Regions from separate parts of the Mus musculus genome. Here region 2 is linked to region 1. Evidence: chromatin contacts called from public promoter capture Hi-C data. All regions are on one chromosome and are shown on one strand. The core of a region is the stretch at or near the end of the contact, and the rest is flanking DNA. Distances in the headings are between cores, read along the strand shown.

Region 1 (3,213 bases), core at 124-2,623:
CGAGTGCCCGTCCTGGTGCTTTATCCCAGCAGAGTGCTGGTTTAAGTCCAAGGTTCCCGGCTTTTAAAGTGAATAAAAGCTGGGCGTTTTTATTACACACCTTTAAACTCAGGAAGCAGAGGTAGGCAGAGCTCTGTGTGTTTGAGGCCAGCCTGGACTACACAGAGTGAGTTCCAGAACAGCCAGGCTATGTCTCAGAAAACAAACAAAAATTTAAAAGGATGCTAAGATGTTTTAACTGTTAAGAGCACTTGCTGCTCTTGCAGGGGACCTGGGCTTGATTCCCAGCATCCATATGGTAGCTCACAACTCTCAGTAACTCCCAAGGCACACATTCATACACATAAATCTAAAAACAAACACACAAAATGAATAGAACAGATGAAGGAGAGGGGGTGGTTACATTCAAAATATACTGTATGAAATTTTTAAAGAATAAAAGCATTGCTGGAGAGATGGCTTAGTGGTTATAAGTACTGGTTGCTTTTCCAGAGGTAGAGATTATGTGTGTGTGTGTATAATCTCCTCCTCCATATATATCCTTCTGCTAGAAACATATAACACATCCAGGACATAATACTGAAAATGTTTTGTGAAAAGATCTCACTGCACCCATATCATCCCTTTAGGGAACTGGGATTTCGGCGGTTTGTTTATCTGGATGCTTCTCTACATCTGGAGCATCTGTCCACTGAACTTCAAACACGGTTTGCTAATGGACTGCTAAAATCCACTCCTAACAAAAACTGATAAAACACACTTGTCAGTACAACTTATCATCTGAAAGTTGATCTTTTATGAAAACTATGGGCACATCAGTTGTCTTCGGGGGGGGGGGGGGCAAAAATAAATGTAAAAATCAGAACTAAAAAATTATTTATTCCCAAGATATACTGGAGAATAAATAGGAAGTAGAGTTCTGTTCTTTGCATACTCTAGAAATAGCTATAAAAAAACCACTCTCCAATAAAGTTTTGCAGCAACCTTTAGTTGGGGCAGAGAGCAGGGAGGGTCTACAGAGGACACCGCATTTCCACCCGTCCTGCCCGAGACGATCGGACAGCCCTCAGACCCCTCCGGGCTCTCACATTACCGACGCCCGCATCTGCCACACTTTCTTCTGTTCCTCCTCCTCCATGGCCGCCGCCAACCCCGCTGCTACCAAGGACTCTAAGGAGTCTTCGCTTTCGTACTGGGCGACCCTTGCTCCGGTGATGGGATTTGCAGACAGGAGAAGGCTGGCTGCCGCCAGTCTGGCCTCCTGGTGCGGCGAAGCCATCGCCCCGCCTCCAAGCCCAAGCGCCCGCGCCCGCCCAGGGCGGCGTGCAGGCGCTGCCACCTAGCTCACAGATCCTGGCTTGGGGCGAGCGGTTACTAGGGGCTCGGTTACTAGGGACGCTACAGGAGGTGGCGACGGACCATAACGCACGCAACGTCCTTTTTCACTGTCACAAATGCGAACCCCGAGTCCAGCTAGTGTCTAATGATGGTTTCTGATACAAGCCTGCGGTTTCTAGAAGCATAACTGTCTGAAGCTACACAAACGACTACCACAGCAAGCTAAAGTAAAACGCAATCTTCAAGCTAATTGCTCAATGGGAGTCTCACCAGCGCCGGAACAATTACTGATTCACTTGAATGACACCCAGGTCTCCGGCAAGGGACTGAGCTTTTCTCTGGTTTCTAGCTTTATTTCTGTCTAACTACCTAAACGAGAACTTCTCGCGGTATACGGACTTAAAGCAGAAAGCGCGTTTTAACTAGCTGGATCAACATATTAGGGCACAGAGGGACAGGAAGGACCGGGTGTTGGGTGACCATCCCAAGAAAAGAACAGGCTTTGCAGCGCGCTATTCAACATGGCGGAGAACCCAGTTCATCTCTAATTGACAAGAACCAGCGGGTTGACCAATCAGAAGGAGAATACTTATTTGTCCCACCCTCTTTTTTCTCGACTGACCAGTAAGACACTAGACATAGGAAGTGTCTGTCACTCAGACCAGTGAGTGAGATGTGGTAGCTTGTCTAGCGGTTCTGCAGCTAGCTTAGCGGCAGATTAGAGGGGGCGAGAGCCTACAAGGACCACACCCTCCCAGCTCAGCCCTGCCAACCTCCTGATCGGCCTCAGGTTTTTGGCCACTTTGGATGCTTTTTCAGTGAACTCTCAGCCACCTGCAGCATAACACTTTACTTAGAACCCCAGCTAGCGCCCCTGTCCCCACCCTAAGGTTCCAGTACTTTCCACGTTATGCGGCACACCTTCCACAGAACCTGTTTCTGACGCAGTTGTTACCACCCCTTCCTTGTTCCCCTCTGCGAAGCACCTATCACCTTACCTTCCCTGCCTCCTGTTTCAAAACGGTTGAGCTTGCCTTTTCCAACGGAACTGATGATGGATACTGGTTGGTTCTGAAAAGCTAGATGTGGGGAGGGATCCATAGCCATCTGAATGAGAGAATAGTGACTTTCTGCCAGCCACATGCAACTAGTTCTGTGATGGGACTTGGTGTAAACAAGACCTATTGACAGACTGAAGCCCTGTAAGTGGGATGGTTTTAGGAACATGAAATAGTAAATAATGGATATGAAGGACATCAGTGTGTACATAGAATAGGAAAGTTTCGGCTGACAGTATTCTAAATTTGCAGATATCTATTAACACAGCTTTTAAAAAAAAGGTAGATCTGAAAGAAAATGGCACCATTAAAGTGCTTTTGCAGGCCAGCCAGTGGTGGCGTATGCCTTTAATCTTAGCACTTGGGAGGCAGAGGCCGAGGCCAGCGGATTTCTGACTTGGAGGTCTACAGAGTGAGTTCCAAGACAGCCAGGGCTGTCTTGAAAAACAACAAAAAAATTGTAATATACAAGATAGTGAAATGAATAATTATGAATTCTGACAAAAATGAATGCCCATGGAATCACAGGACAGATACACAGAGAAAACGAACAAACGTATATACCAGTTGATACTTGAGTATATACTTGAGTGTGATGAGAAGCAAGCACCAAAGATGTTAGAATTGCTTGTTAGTAGTACTGGGAGAGGTTCTTGCAAACACGGATACTATTCTACTGAAAGCTTTAGCTTCTTGTTAGCCTGTAAAGAACACAGAGGATACATACTCTCAAGCTCTTTCTCCATCAGTTTCTTAACTATCAAGTTTTTAGCATTTGCATTGGCTGATTTCAAGGTTTGATCCCTAGTTACTGAAA
Region 2 (2,973 bases), core at 266-2,765, 720 kb before region 1:
ACATTTGACATATTGGAATATTATAGGACACTCTTCTACATGAGTCTAGTTGTAACATTTATTCAGATGATCTGAAAGCTTTAGCAAGTTACTTTGAAGGTATCATCCCCTGCAGGAGATTATGCTAGAAGTCCCAGCTCTCCTGACTGACAGGGCCTCCCATTACATCTCTCTCTAAGTAACAGACTTTAGAAGGAAAATGGTTTCATTCCTTCTATTTTGGTTTTGTGGTCATGAGACAGGGAATGAGAAAACATAAGACATTCTTAGAACAACACAACACAACACAAAATATGCGTACAAATAGATCCTGAGATGTTACAGTGAACTTTAGGAACAGATCAACATGATCCAAGTGGTTTTGAAGACACCGTTATGGTGGGTAAACAGTCATTTTCCAGGATATGCTGCCTGTATGTCCACATCATGCCAGGAAAGCCTTTTGTGTTCACACGTGGGAGCTAGTCATCCAGAGCAGGCGGCCAGTCAACATCTACAGACTAAAAGGAGGAAACAAATCAGTACAACAGGAATTCGGGCAAGCATTTCTGGGGCAGTTTTACCGTAATGCAAGAGAATTACATTTGCTAAGAGCAGCAACACTGAGGGCCATTTCTGAACTAACGAAGATACAATTACTATTAGACCTCTCTACTCCTAAGAGAAGAAACTGAAAAACTGTAATGTCAGTTATGAGTAAAGTAGAAACAAATTCAAAGTTGGGTAGCCACACTATTTTTCCTCAGAAGTCTCAACAACGGTTGCTCTGACTGTCCTTCATTCTACCACCCTCCTATTTAACACAGCAAAACTGTAGGGCCACATGCTGAGAAATGTGTTTTTAGGTGACTCCATCACTGGGCAAATACCATGGTGTACTACAGTACAATGTCAACAGGTGACACTTAATGGAATCACTGTTGGCCAGAATGGCACATGGCTCAAGCAGTGTGTGATTAAATGTAAGGCAGATGAATACAGAAAATTAGCAGAACCAGAAAAGCACCAAGTATCTTCTGATCTCAGAATTCTTCAAGCCAGGTGTCATGAAATGTGCCTGAAATCTTTTTAAAATATTTATTTATTATTATACATAAGTACACTGTAGCTGTCTTCAGACACCAGAAGAGGGCATCAGATCTTATTACAGGTGGTTGTGAGCCACCATGTGGTTGCTGGGATTTGAACTCAGGACCTTTGGAAGAGCAGTCAGTGCTCTTATCTGCTGAGCCATCTCGCCAGCCCATGTGCCTGGAATCTTAGCACTTCAGAGATAGAGGCAGGAGGATCGAGTTCACAGCCTACCTGGGCTCCATAAGACCCTGTCCCACAACATAAAAATAAAGAAATAAATCATATTACTTTCCACTGCAACTCACCCTCACTGTGTTCTTGTAGATTATAGTCACAGCAAGCAATCTATTCCGGCCCACACAATCACATTCCAGACACACCAAAACACACAGACTCACATTCTGGGCAGGCCAAACACGCCCTATCTTGGTTTCTCTGTGGGACCTTAAGATAAAGCTTTGCTAGGTGCAGTGGTGAACATCTGTACTCACAGCACCGGGGAGCCTGAACCACAAGGCAAATTCCAAGCCAGCTTGGGCCACATTAAGACCAAACAAAAGCAAAAGCTTGATTTGGTTTACTGAAACTCATGCATTCGTTAGCCCATGGGTGACTTCACACTCCAGATTCCCTAACAGCAAAAAAACAAAAAAACCACTGCACAGGTACACACAGCAAAAAGTTTTCATAAATCCCAAGATGTGTATGTATATATATGTATGTATGTATGTATGCATGTATGCATGTATGTGTGTGTATGTGTTTGTGCATGCTCATTCATACATACATGTCCCCATGCCAAAACACATGAAATGAGGGTGGAGTCTCTACTTCTACCACGTGGATTCCAGGGACTGAATTTAGTGGAACCTTGGCAGCAACTGCCATTACTGAGATGAGCCCAGCCCTAAAATCCACCATCCAACTCAATTTTTGAGAGCAGCTATCTCTAAATTGCCCTGGCTGTCCTGGAACTGTGTAGACCAGGGTGGTCTTGAGCTCAGAGATCTACCAGCCTCTGCTTCTCAAGTGCTGGGATTAGAGATGTGCACCCCCCCACACACACACACAACCCCCACCCTACCCAGCTCTAAAATTCTGTATTACACATAACCCTAGCATTCAGAAGGATGTGTGAGGCACAGTTACAACTTTATTTCTTTCTTTTCTTTAAGGGTTTAACCTGATGCCATAGGTAAATCAGTTAACAACAGTACCTAATATCAATTAGTAACTTAGCTACATAATCTACAAGTATCGCAAATGGGATCCTGGTTTGTTATTTGTTTTAATAAAATTCCAGAGCTAATTCTTTCCAGTATAGAGAAATGCTAGAGAAATGCTCAATGGTTAAGAGTATCGGCTGCTCCTTCAGAGTACTTGCATGCCATCCCCAGCACCCACATGGTGGCTTGTGACCATCTATAACTCTGGTTCTAGGGGACCCAGCACTTCCTTCTCAACTCTGGGAGCACCAGGAATACATGTGGTGTACAGACACATGCAGACAAAATACTCACAGACAAAAAGAAAATAAATCTAAGACACAAAACACCCTTCATATAAAAAATACCCATGAAGACAGGTGGTGCTACTTGGTTTGTTGTCAGAAGACCTAATGTATCTGCGTGTGACTTACAGGTAGTGTGCATTTCCCCATAAAATACTTTACCTCCACATCCAGCTCAAGAATGTCTGCAGTCACGTTCATCAAAGAGCCAAGGTTTGGTTTGGTTCTCCCAAAGTCTCCATGTACAAATTCTTTAATGTAGCTAGGTCTCTTTAAGGAAAAGATTATGCAATACCAACTACTTTGGCAAGTAGAAGGGAAAATAAATAGAATTTAAAAATGTTACAAAAGAGAGGTCATTTCTAAACTCTGACTTGAGATGTGTATTA

Evidence for each region. Promoter capture Hi-C pulls out the DNA fragments that hold promoters and counts their contacts.
Region 2: a contact with region 1 is called in a promoter capture Hi-C map of hippocampal neurons, with 2.5 times the contacts expected there. The contact joins the enhancer-like site here to the promoter of Fam161a in region 1. A contact is called at or near these places in 4 of 39 promoter capture datasets (the C10 cell line, hippocampal neurons and liver), 1 of 484 Hi-C or Micro-C datasets (LSK cells) and 1 of 9 other capture datasets (pancreatic islet).

Annotation. Positions count from the first base shown.
Region 1 is chr11:23,006,507-23,009,719 of GRCm38.p6, reverse strand. Fam161a (family with sequence similarity 161, member A) reads right to left here and starts at 1,373. Exons shown (of 5, transcript NM_001363283.1): 1 at 1,094-1,373.
Region 2 is chr11:23,728,848-23,731,820 of GRCm38.p6, reverse strand. Pus10 (pseudouridylate synthase 10) reads right to left here. Exons shown (of 18, transcript NM_028304.3): 17 at 2,747-2,846; 18 at 1-500. The coding sequence ends at 462. Among named protein-coding and RNA genes, the nearest start is that of Rel, 41 kb to the left of the region's middle. Within about 2 kb of position 1,515, at least 28 of the 459 cell types and tissues checked have an H3K27ac peak or open chromatin away from gene starts, as enhancers often do.